2 separate regions of the Mus musculus genome follow, and region 1 is linked to region 2. Evidence: chromatin contacts called from public promoter capture Hi-C data. All regions are on one chromosome and are shown on one strand. Each heading gives the region's core, a stretch centred on a gene start, on an enhancer-like site or on the middle of the called end of the contact. The rest is flanking DNA. Distances are from core to core; before and after follow the strand shown. Region 1 holds the start of Ccdc93 (coiled-coil domain containing 93). Region 2 holds the start of 2900060B14Rik (RIKEN cDNA 2900060B14 gene).

Region 1 (6,414 bases), core at 1,178-3,677, 3.0 Mb before region 2:
ATCGCAGAGAGCTCTTAAACAAGGCCAGAGAAGCTCCCATCTGCCCTGCACTGTAGCTCTCAGAAGCTGGAAGGGTCTAGCTATTGCTTTCTTTCATATACACACAAAGGGATTCAAAACCTGACCAGCAGGAGTTAACTGGATTAGTGAGAGCCAGGTGACAGCAATTTTGTTTTGTCTTTTAAGAAAGGGTCTCCTGTGGCCCAGGGTTGGCCTTCTCCATTCCTCTATGTGGACAGTGACCTTGCATTCCTAGTTCTCTTGCCTCCCCAGTGCTGAGATTACAGGCACCCCACCCTCACTGTTCACTGTGCTGGGGACAGAACCCAGAGCTCAGGCACATATGTAAGCACTCTGCCCTAAACCCTCGGTATTTGGAGCTTTTCAACTTTATACTCATGCTAGCTTTTAGCCTTTATATCTTTTTTTTAAGTCTATATCTGTGTGCACACTATAACAGTCATTTTGGTCTTTCTGTGTTTTGCTTTTTCTTTTTTGAGACAGGATCTCACTATGTATGCCCACCCCTCTCATCTCCCTACCCACAGCTGCTCCAGAACTCACGATGTAGAACAAGCTAGAAAAGAGTAACAAATCAGACCCAGCCTCCTGGCTATCTATGAGGAGTCACACCTACTCATGAAAGTGGTGTGTTTATTACTTTTAGAAAAACTTCCACTAGTTTGAAGGAACTAGGGTAGAACTGGAAGCCCTACACAGGACTCCATAGCAGACGGCCAAGAAAAGCCTTAAAGCTGCAACAATAGCCCAGCGCTTGCCTCACGACATGAGGATCAGAGTTCAATCTCCAGGACCCATATAAACACACCAGCCATGGTACTGTGCACTTGTAATCCCAGGGACAGAAAGATCCCTGGGTCTCACTGGCCAACCAATCTAGCCTATTGGGAAGTGCCAGGCCAATGAGTACTTGTCTCAAAGGAGGTTTTCAGCATTCATGAGGGTGACATGGGAGGCTCTATTCTGACCTCCACACATGCTCACATATGCACTTCATCATACAGAGAGAGACAGACAGAGAGAGAGAGACAGACAGACAGAGATTTTTACATGGCAAAGAAAATCTGAACTATTACAACCCAGACCCCATGAAACTTTACCTAACCCAGGGCCACACATACCCACCCTTCATCACCTGGACACAGAACACTTCGACTCTGTAATGAGTAGGATGAAGATGTAACAGAAGGATTTGTGAGGGGCACGGGGAAGCAAGATCGGCGCAGCTGAATAAGAACGGGCACTAGGCACAGTGTCAAATAGGCACACCACACCTCTGCCAAAGCCTGCCTTCCAGCCTTAGAAAGAGATCCAGGTGCCTTAGAGGTGTTCCCTAATTCTCTCTGGAAACTGGGACTCTTCTCTAAGCTCAGAGCTTTGAGTAAAGCAACTAGGAGGACAACTGGAAATCCCACAGCCAAGCTCTAACGGTAGCCCACCGTTAGAGAGTGGTTGCACTTTTCTTCCCAGCCTACGTGGTAGTCCTGTTCATAGGATCGAATGAGTACTGGCTGAGTACTCGACTAAACCATTTCTGAAAAGGTCCTCCCTCCTTAGAACACGCAGCATGTTCCTGTCCCGACACAGGCACCACAGGAGAGAGTGTCCTCAACTCTGTCATCACCCTGATGTGCGCAGAGCTTCCAAACTTCCTTCACCCTCCCCGGCCCGTGGGACGGGGGGAGGGGCAGGAGGCTACAAGCCGGGTAGGTAGCGTGCCTTCCTGACAAAAGGGAATGAAAGGCTGGCCACATGGGTCCCGCAGAAGGTGTGTGTCCCAAGGTCACCGCCCCCTGCACACCGGGAGCAGGACAGTCCCACCGCTCATCTCGTGACTGCTGAGACTCCTAAGCGCAGCAGCCTTGGCCCGGGGGAAGCCAGTCTCGCAATGTGAGGGGCCTCCAGACAACCCGAGATAGGAATTCCCGGGGACCTCGTGATGTGTGAGGTTGCATCTGGGCCGGGATCTGGATGTTTCCTCTGTCCCCAGAGGACCCAGGAACCCTTAAGTTTGCACCCAGCGACACGATGCACCCTGGCACGCCGGGGGACCAGTCAGCTGCCCCTCCAGGGTACCTAGGGCCCGCCTTGGGACAGACACACCTGAGCAACCATAGACAGTGTCCCCGCCACCCCAGGCTGGTCCCTGCCCGCCGCCCTGGGCTCGGCCCTCTCTCCCCAGCAACCCCAGGGTGTCAGGGACAGAGGTCCTCACCTCCGGGAGTCCCTGGCCCTCTGGCCCCTTGGGTAACCCCATGATCCAGATGCGCTGATGTGGAGCCGGAGAGAGCGGGCCCTACAACCGAACTGTGATCCGGGTGGGGTGCAAAGCGGAAACTTCCTTCACAGGAGCTGACACTACCACAGCAGGTCGGAGAACCGTGGCCCCGCGGAGCATGCGCACTAGTGCTGAAGCGAGGAACCACTGCGCCTGCGCAAGGACAGCCAGCACTGCTGGGCGGGGCTGGATCCCGAGTAACCGATCCTCCCCTCAGAGGAGGTGCTGAACTCAAGATTCCTCCTAAGGTACTTTTTCTTTCTTTTAAAAATGTTTCTCTTTCTTTTTCTTTTTTCTTTTCCTACTTTTTCCTTTCTTTCCTAAGTTTTCTTAAAATGCTTTCTTATTGTTCCTCTTTTTTTCTTTTTTTTTTGTTCCTTGAGACAGTGTCTTAGCCAGCCTGGCTTAGCACTTCCTAAGGATGACTTTGTTCCCCTATAGTTTATAGGAATGCGCCACCATGATCAGTTCCTTTTTTTTTTTTTTTTTTTTTTTTTCGTTTACAAAGTAGCACGTTTCCTTATGGCATTTTCATATATCCTTAGTTTTACTTGAACACCCACCCTCTTTTCTCTACCATCTCCTTGCCGGTCCCTTCCCTTCTTAAATCCTTCTACCTCTAGTATTTCTCCCTTCAACTGTTATATCACCAGAGTTCTTTTAACTATTCCCACTTTCTAGTTTCTTGGCCTTCACGGAGCTTCTTAAAAGCTATTTCCCTGTGTCGTGAGGATCTCTTGCCTTCTGGCTCCCTTTCCTTTCCCTGGGTATCAGATTCTGAGTTTGGTTCTTTCCAAGCCTGGCTTGGACAGCTCCCAGCTCCTGAGTCAGTCCCAGCTAAGACCCAGTTCCAGCCATGTTTAACACACTCTTGTGCCAGCTATTAACATGTGGACCTGGGGACAGAGAACTCAAAAAGAGATCATTACATTTGTTCCTTCCTAGTCTCTGCATTTTATTTCCAGGAAAATTTTGTTTTGGAAAATAATCCTCACCCATCTCATCCTGACACCCTGCATCTTTCTGGGGACATGTTTTGTAAAATGCAGAGTCCGGTGATCACATACGATTAGCTGCTGTACCACTTATGCAATGTGCCCCTTGTCTGTCCCAGAGGATGGCAGCTATACAAAAGGGTTGTCTTTTTCCTGCCAGCCCAGCACCTGCTGCAGAACAGCTTACCAGCCTATTTTCATTTTGTAAGAGATGGAGGCAGAAGTGACATGAAGTCTTCTGCTGTAGGAGAGATCTTTACTGAAGGACGGGTGGAAAACTGGAAAAACATATGCTTCTTGCCATTAAAGAGGTTTTGTGTTTGCTTCCTTTCTTCCTCTTAATATCTCTGATAACTTTTGATTGTTTTTTCTTAGATTTATTATTTTATTTTAGGTGTATGACTGTTGTGCCTGTATGTATGCCTACATACCATGTGCATGCCTCTGGCTCAAAGAAATTCGAGGGTATGAGGTTCCCCTGGTACCTGAATTACAGAAAATTATGAGCTATCTCATAGCCACTGGGAATCAAACCTAGGTCCTCTGTAAGAGCAGTAAGAGCTCTTAACTACCAAGCCATCTCTCCAGCTTCTATGATAGCAATTCTTGGGACCATGACTAGGGCAACTCTTTTTTTTTTGGGGGGTGGGTCTCTGTATAGCCCTGGCTGTCCCAGAACTCACTCTGTAGACCAGGCTGGCCTTGAACTCAGAAATCTGCCTGCCTCTGCCTCCAAGCTTTGGGATTAAAGGCGTGTGCCACCACGCCCGGCCTCTAGGGTAACTCTTATAAAGGAAAGCATTTCATTGGGGCTGGCTTACAGTTTCAGGGGTTTAGTCCACTATCATCATGGCAAGAAGCATGGAAGTATGCAGGCAGACTTGGTCCCAGAGGAGCCAAGAGTTCTACATCTTGATTTGTAGGCAGCAGAAGACTGTGTGCCACACTTCATGTAATTTGAGCATAGGAGACCTCAAAGCCTGCTTCTACCATGTCACACACATTTCCTCCACCAAGTCCACACCTATGGCAATAAGGCCACACCTAATCTTGCCACTCCTTATAGTCAAGCATTCAAAGAAATGAATCTATGAAGGCCATTCCTATTCAAACCACCACAGTCTGAAATGAACTACAATCCAGAAGTAGAGAACACACCTGGGAGAGATTTTTCTGCTTGGTCTGAAGTGGGTGAATCCAGTTCCGGTCCAGACCTTTGAGACAGGAAGACACAGCCTTTGACCTGGATCTTGAGGCAGGAAGACACACCTTTAGTATGGGCCACGCCTGTTGCTGGAAGTCTATATAAAGACATAGAAGAAAGGTTTCTGGTTTTTTTGCCTGACTGTTCTCTCACCATGCTAGCACATCCATTTCTTCACTGTCATTAGAACCTACTCTGGGACAACATGTAAACTGAAGACCAGCCGAGACATCCAGCCTTGTGGAACCGAGCAACTTCTGAATTCTTGAACTTTCTGTTCACAGCCAGCGGTTGTTGGATTAGCTAGACTGCAGCCTGTAAGTCATTCCAATAGATCCAATGACTCTCCACAGAGATTAGTTCTATAAGTTCTGTTACTCTAGGGAGCCCTGACTGGTACAGCTCCTATACCTGAAGTCTTCAAAAACTTAAATACGAAGTAAATGTTTGTCCGTGGAGAACTTTGTATTTTGTACTTTGGGGTTTATCCAAACAGAACAATGGCTTCTCTGGACGCAGAGCACACAAGTGGTAGGAAGAGTCTTAAGAACTTCCTGCCCTGACTAAAGGCTGAACCCAGGCTATAAAGTGATTGTTTTGCAAGCATTCAGATCTGAGGATGATCCTCAGAACCCAGTGGAAAATTCCAGGAGCGGTGGAGGTGTGCTTGTATTCCTCTGTTGGGGAGGCAGAGACAGGCCGACCCCTCGGCCTTTCTAACCAACCAGTCTGGGATGAGCAGTGAGCTCCAAGGTGAACCAAAGGAAGAGAAAGTTTCTTGAGCCCCCACATAACGGGAGAACAAAGTGAGGTGCTGAGAAGAGAGCTCTCCCCCTGGGTTAGAGCTCTTGCTCTCACACAGTAAAACTCATGTCTAAAGGGCCCATCCATAACTCTCCAACGACCTCATTTTTATAACCCTAAAACTTTCCATCGCTGACTTGATATATACTGAAAATTGTAGCCATGTGGGGTCAAACATGGACCGCTGCCTCAGGACAGGTGAATTTAAATACCCGGTTGTAGAGTAGCCCACGTCAAAGGTGTCGAGACCTCGGTTCCCCGTTATAAATGCCTTCACAATGTTTTAGATAAAAAACAAAATGTGTTATGTATCTCTGTGTGGATTCGAGTACATGAGTGTAGTTGTTTTTGGAGTCCAGAAGAAGGGATCAAAACCTTTGGAGCTAGAGTTACAAGTGTTTGTGATCTGACAACTACCAAGAGCCAGTTTTCTAGCCACCCTTTCCAATGTTTTAAATAAACAAGAGTAGCTAACTGTATTATTTGACTCTCCTGGACAGTGTGTTCTGCCTTGAGTTCCTGCCCTAACTTTCTTTCATGATAGGCTATAAGTTGTAAAATGAAATAAACCCTTTCCTTCCCAAGTTGATTTTGGTTATGGTGTTTACCACAAAAAACTGGGACTGTGTGTGTGTGTGTGTGTGTGTGTACCCCATGTGTGCGGGTGTATATGAAGGCCAGAAGAGGACTTCCAAGCAATTATGAGCCTCCTAACATGGGTTCTGGAAACAGAATAAGTCATCTGGAAGAACAGCAAGTGCTCTTAAGCACTAAGCCATCTCTCCAGGCCTCCAAGCCTCCAGGCTGCAGTCTCCTCCTCCTTCCCCTCCTCCTCCTTCACTTTCTCCTCCCCCTCCACCACTCCCTTCCTTTTCCTCCTCTTCTTCCTCCTCCCCTCCTCTTCCTCCTCCTCCTCTTCCTCCTCTTCTTCCTCCTCTTCTTCTAAACTTAGGTTCTGGGGATCAAACTCAGTTCCCATGCTTGCAAGACAAGCACTTGACTCACTGAGCTGTCATTACTATCTCTTCTTCCTGAAAGTTCTTAACTGTATGCTGTTCTTAAGTGGTAAGCTTTTACACTTGTGCAACGTTGCATTCTATATTTAGCGTACT
Region 2 (6,375 bases), core at 337-2,836:
AACATCCCTCAGCTACGCTTCTGCATGCAACCCTAGTGAGACTCGGTAGGTCATGGGAGGGGAAAGACAGGAATGTAGAAGGAGCTAAGTGGAGAAAGAAGGTATCAAGCAGGAGTGAGAGGGAAATAGAGGCAACTGTAAGAGTGGAGGTGTGGTTGAAATACACTGTAGGGAATGCCATGCTTGAAATGACATATGCAATGGAAACATTAAGCAACAGACCAGCATGCTTCAGTGGCATTGGGTACATTTTACTTATAGCATACAAAAGACACACAGCACACCCACACACTGAAGCATGGGCCAGCCCACCCATGTCTATTCCAACCCCGTTAGGCCTCTGGTGAGAATCCATGAGTCCTGAGCTAATGTAGGGGGGAAATGGAAAATGGTTCAAACATCAGATTCCTAACAGTAAGTTTCAGGATCCCACCATCCTTCTCAGTGAGCGCACTGACTGCAAAGCTACAGAAAAAGAAAAGGACAGACAGACACTGGTAATGAACACTAGTGGAGAATTCCAGCTGACACTGTGGCTCAGTGGTTATTGCTTGCTGGCATACAGAGGACATAGATTCTATTCACCCACTGCGCACACAAAAGGGAATCAAGAAAAGAGAATAGAGAAATTTGCTACTGAAACAGTTGTATAAACAGAATTGCTTAGTGTTTACATCGCCACCATGAAACACACTGATTTAGAGACATCTAAACGGTGGAAAAATCCAACTGGCTCCTTTTTTGTAGGACTTTTCAAAGAAAACTGAGTCTCCGAGGAGGTTGAGAGGACAATGCGTACTGGCTGGCATCAAGCTGATGTCTAAACTGGCATAAAAATCCTCAATTGGCAATATTATAATAATTCGGGTTTAGAGGGGAAGGTACCAGTTTAGGGGCGGTGAGGCCACGATGTGGGGTGAGTCCAGGGTGGGACGGAAGGATGAGAGCCTGCTATGCTAGCTAAGGCTCACCTGTGCCGATTTGCGCCTTGAACCGGTCCTGCAGCCTAGTCACCAGTGCCGACAGGATGTCCATGCCCAAGAGAACCACCTGCAACGCAAAGAAGCACAGCGTCAGCGGTGCAGTGGGATGGCGCTGACATAGCTGGTCCCCGCGGGCGCCCAGCGACTGGGAAGACTGAGCTGGCTGGTCAGGAAAGGGTACTCGGCACGGAAAAACCCGCTACCGTTTGGAAGAAAAACTCGCCGAAGCGGAACTCCACTGAAGCAGCACGACCTAGAGGAGCCTACTGCGGCCCCGCCCTCTCCTTGAGTTGCGTATGCAAATTTACCAGGTCGCACCCTCCCCCCAAATTGCTAACTCTAAGCCTCCCTCCGGCCCCGCCCAGAAAGGCGTGTATGCAAATTTTCAGACTTGTGACGCGCGGCCTTCTGGGTAAAGACAAGCAGGCTTCAGAAAGCCCCTTGGGAGTTTCAGAAAAACAGAAAGGGTATTCGACGTGGGAAGCAGCAGTCGAAGAAAATACTGTACACCGGGCAGGTTGGGGTAGGCCTCCTGCGGTGGTCACCGCAACCAAACCCGGACTTAGAGCTTTCTGGCTGCCGGGCGCGCGTGGTTGCAAGCAACCATCCTTTTCTTGGGGTTGCGCTACTGTCCAATGAACGCGTAGTGAGGGCAGTACTGCTAACGCCTGACAACACACCTGCATCGGTTAGAGCTCTGCTTTACCTTGGTGCAATTTTTGGAAAAAACCACAAAACCTCTCTTCCTTACCTAAACATTTAAAGATTAAAGTAGCCGCGTGTGTACTGTTGCCCTCCTCGCAGTTCCTTTATTGTATGCTAGAGGGCAGCCGGACAGTAATTACTGGAGACCAGCTTTCTCACCGCTGCCCTAAGACTGTGATACACTAAGAAGCGCTCCCTTTGGAAAATGTTGTAATACAGATAAAGGGTTCCGTATTTGGGTTTTCATCCAGCTTACAAGTAAATCTATATACTAATTCAAACACCAAGCCAGCACTGGGAGGAATTAGATACTTGAAAGTGTATAATTCTTTTGAGGCGCAGAGTCTATGTAGCCCTTAGCATGTAGCCCCTGCTGGCCTCAAACTTGTAGCTCCCGACTGCTAAAATTAAAGGCATGTACCACTTCCCGGGGCCCTTTTTTCTCCCAACTTTTAAAATAGTTCTATTTATGAGCATTTTCTTTAAAACAAAGCAAAAAAAAAAAAAAAAAAAAAACCAAAAAAACAAAAACAAACAAAGGTCTTACTTTTGAGCCACAGGATTTAAGTTTCCTTAGTTTGGCTTCCTTCCAAAGAGCACAGTAGGAATGGGAGGTAATTTTACAGTACAGAAACCTGACAAACTATTACCTCAGCCAGGTGACCAAGGTCAGCTTAAACAATGCTAAGTCATGCTGGTGATGTAAGCTTGGTATAATATAATGCACACTTCACCTCTGTCACAGTCTCTTTAAAGCCCACAAGCTGTGAGTAATCTCAAGGAAAATATGAGGGAAACTCAAACACCTGCCCAGTGCGTCGCTGTCAGGGCCAAAACCAAGGATACCGAGAAACTGCCACAGTGAAGACAAATTTTTTATAGTTTCTTAATTTGCCTGGGAAAAGGAAAATGACTTTTTCCAGATATTGTTTTGTTTTGTTTTGAAAGAACCAAATAATAAACAAACCAACTTAAGAGCCAAAGAATGGGCTCCATTGAAAGTTCAGTGTACATAGAGCAAGAGAAATTAAACAGGAAAGCTCCAAGTGCAGCCCAAGGAAGCAAAGGGTTAGAGACCCCCAAAGCGCAGGTGCACAGCAGAGACAGATGCTCTGACAGACAGAGCAGTGGTAAAAAGCAACAGCTGACAATCACTATAGGCTACTACAAAGGAAAAGGGAGGGAGGGAGGGAGGGAGAGAGCAAGGGAGGCAGGGAGTGACAGCACAAAGAAATAGGAACTGCACACTGCTGTTGGAGATGCAAAATGAAAATCAGTGTGCAAAATGTCTTCAGAAAATTAAATAGAACTGAACTGTATGATCCAGCAATTCTGCTCTGGATGTGAACACACGGAGGTAAAGCAGGCTCAAGGGCTCTGCGTGCTCATGTCCGTGGCAGCAATTCTACAGTAAGTATGGAAACGCTCGCTCAACACATGGTCTTATCGCTCCAGTCCTCTAGCCTTCCTATCTACAACTGTGCTTTCACAGTTTTAGCTATCACAGCAAACAACAGTCCCAAAGTAACACATGAAAATTCCTGAAGTAAACAACTTATTGAATTTAAATTGTGTGCTATTCTGAAAGCACAGTACACGATCACACTCTACTGCTCAGTCCCACTCAGAAATGAGAACCATCCCTCTGGCATCCGGCATCCAGGCAGTATACGCTGCCCTCCACGAATCACTTGGCAGTCACACTGCAGCTCTGCTGGGAGACAGAGTGAGCTTACTTGCAAATGTTCCCAAAGCACAAGAGTGACACTGACAATCTGGGCATGCCAAAGAGAAAGTATTGGGACTACAGGGTGTAGCTCCACACCTGGCTTCCTCTTCAGCAAGGGCTTCACAGCCTCGTGAATATGTGCAGAAACACAAATAGTAAGACATTCAGCACAAGGTGGTGGGCTCCCTCCTACTGACTACAAACCGGAAGGCAGTGCCACTAGCTCACATGCAAATTGATAGCAGACAGCGGAATCCATCAACAGCCAGGAAAGGAAAGAGATCCTGCCACAGCGAGCACTGGAGCAGTGGCCACAGTGCTATTGTTACATAGCCGCCCTTGGGTCACTCCAGTATCTACAGGGAATAAAACGAGAGTGCCTCCTGTCACACACCAGACACAACCAGTACATCTTCAAAAGCAGCTCCACGATCCTGGGATAGGAGAAAATCCGGGCCAGATAAACAAACTTCACAGGACCAGACTGAAGAGCTGGACCACACTGGATGAGCTCTCTCATTCCTAAGGCCCTTTGGAAGAAACAACACACTCCAAATCCATACGGAGACTCAGCATAGCCATGATGTTTACAAGCCTTCTGACTACACCAAGGCCATTCAGTGCTGCACTACCACCACACTCACAGACCTGGCCTGCTCACCTCTCTCCAGGTAGCTTCAGACCTTGGACAAGTCATAACACCTCCGAGGCAACACCAAATAACCTCCAAAGTCAGCTGACTCTCTTTGGTGCCCTGATAATGCCAGGTCCTGAAAAAACACACAGGTTCCCTAATCCCAAACTCTTGGGGACAGGGGACAGCAGGCTCCACCATCCATTGTCAGCTATCCGTCTCCAAGAACCACCTTACAATTATATATCCACTCTACAAAGCACACGTGAGGGCTAGGCAGCTTTATTAATATGCCTGGCACACAGTAGGTACCCATAAGGACCTGCCCCCCTCAGCAAGAAAGCAAGGGTTAGGGCTGGGAAGAGGGCTCAGTTGGTAAAGTGCTTGAAGTGCAATGTCCATCCCTAGAGCCCAAAGAAAAGGCCAGGTATGGTGGCGTTTGCCTGTAAGCCTCACACTGAGGAGGCAGAGACAGGACGATCCCATGTCTTACTGACCAGCTAGCCAGCCTAGCAAGCTCCACTATCACTTAAGCATTATGCCAAAACATAAAGGTGAGCTGGGGATGGTGGCACATACCCTAGCAGAGACAGGCAGATCCAGTGAGTTCGAGACAACCTTGATCTACATAGTCAGGGCTACACAGGGACACCCCCATCTCAATAAATAAAATAAATAAAAACAAACAAATGAATAAACAAATAATAACCTCTGGCCTCCACATGAATTTGAGTATGTACATGCATGCCCGCATACACACATACAAACACACAGACACACACACTCAGATGAATAAAATAAGGAAGAAACAAAGACATGAAATGCAAAGAGAAAAGTGAGATTGCCTAAAACTAAGCCGTCCAATGACAACTGATAATCCTGTTAGCCACCCTGTTAGCACATCTGCATACCCACACATGCAGTTTTCACTAGAGTGCTATGGTAGTCTTCCCCAGGCAGGAGATCTACAGTCCATTTCCAGTGGCTGCCTGGCATCCTATTGTAGCTTGCTTTCAAGATTACAGGGTCAGGCTTCCACACCCATGCTAGCAGGTAGACAGACGTGTCCACGTGTGTGCTGCTATTTCTTAGCACCAATGCTTATCAGGACATCTGCAGGGCTGAAGACACTCTCACTCCACACTGAGACTGTCACAGAATACAGTGGCTGTCCTGAAGAGTCGGGGTACATTCTGCTGATCTCTACACAATGCTTAGTTGTTGCTTCCATTGTTCAGCTGTAACCTTATATCAGCTAAAAGAGAAAATAATTAGCACTCTAAATGTGCTCATTTCCAATGCCAAGGCTAAGAATGCAAGGCAGAAGCCAAGGGGAAAATGTAAGTTTGGGAGTCGGTCCACACACACGCAGAATGGGAGGACTAGTCTCACAGAGCTGTCCTTCAGAGCAGTCTCTGGACATCCTTGTCTAGAAGACCATCTGGAGATAGTAATGGGACAGTTTATTGCCAGTTACTGCCCCTACACTGAGATGTAACTACTAGAAAGAGACTTAGGACACTGCACCATCAACCTACATCTTTTCACAGGAGGCAACACCAGCCACAAAAGGCTAGACAGAGGTCAGGTGACATCTGTGTCAGGCCTGCCTAGTACAATGTATTAATTATCAGGAGTACTCTGTGGTGACCTAGTCTAGTACAGTAACTAGTCTAATACAGTAACTAGTCTAATACAGTAACTAGTCTAATACACTGGCTGCATATAGGGAGGGGCTAGGGCGATAGCTCTAGTGCTTGCCACTCAAGCGTGACGGTCTTCCTGTGTTCGTCAGCACCCACTGGCTAGGGTTTGGTGGCACAGACTTGTATCCCCAGTGCTGGGGAGACAGAAACAGGGAGATGGCTGGGGCTCCCTAGCCAGGCAGCCAGCTTCATTGGTGAAAGGTGGGCATCAGTGAAAGACCCTGTTTCAAAAAAGGGAGTGGGGGCAGCAAGGGAGACAAAAAAGATAGCTTCTAAGGAATGATACCCAAGCTTGATACCTACCTAGCTGCCATATGCGTCTGTGTGCGTGCTCATAGACACGCAAACATATACATGCATGCATGTACACATATGGAGAGAAATGTAGATAGTGTGAATGGGAACCAAAAGTTGTCATATTAGTAAGAGTAACTTTCAAAAGTCACCCAAGACTGGCCATCCAGCAGCACAGCTGGCTACAAACTTAAATGAGCAAGGAGAAATGGAGCAGTGTCAGTAATGAGTATTCTGTGGTGATCTAGTCTAATACAGTAATCACTGGCTACATATAGGGGCTAGGGCTATAGAAGGAGCACAGGGCAGCCACAAAACCTGGGC

What was found. Capture Hi-C pulls out chosen DNA fragments and counts their contacts.
Region 1: a promoter capture Hi-C map of adipose tissue shows a contact between it and region 2, with 5 times the contacts expected there. The contact joins the promoter of Ccdc93 here to the promoter of 2900060B14Rik in region 2. A contact is called at or near these places in 1 of 39 promoter capture datasets (liver), 1 of 115 datasets of contacts at active chromatin or transcription factors (astrocytes) and 2 of 9 other capture datasets (adipose tissue and liver).

Annotation. Positions count from the first base shown.
Region 1 is chr1:121,427,080-121,433,493 of GRCm38.p6, reverse strand. Ccdc93 (coiled-coil domain containing 93) reads right to left here and starts at 2,427. Exons shown (of 24, transcript NM_001025156.2): 1 at 2,237-2,427. The coding sequence starts at 2,278. It overlaps Gm35243 (a long non-coding RNA gene), which reads left to right and starts at 2,426. Exons shown (of 2, transcript XR_387343.4): 1 at 2,426-2,547; 2 at 3,265-5,886.
Region 2 is chr1:118,454,476-118,460,850 of GRCm38.p6, reverse strand. 2900060B14Rik (RIKEN cDNA 2900060B14 gene) reads left to right here and starts at 1,586. Exons shown (of 1, transcript NR_027901.1): 1 at 1,586-2,182. It overlaps Clasp1 (CLIP associating protein 1), which reads right to left. Exons shown (of 43, transcript NM_001359328.1): 3 at 972-1,050.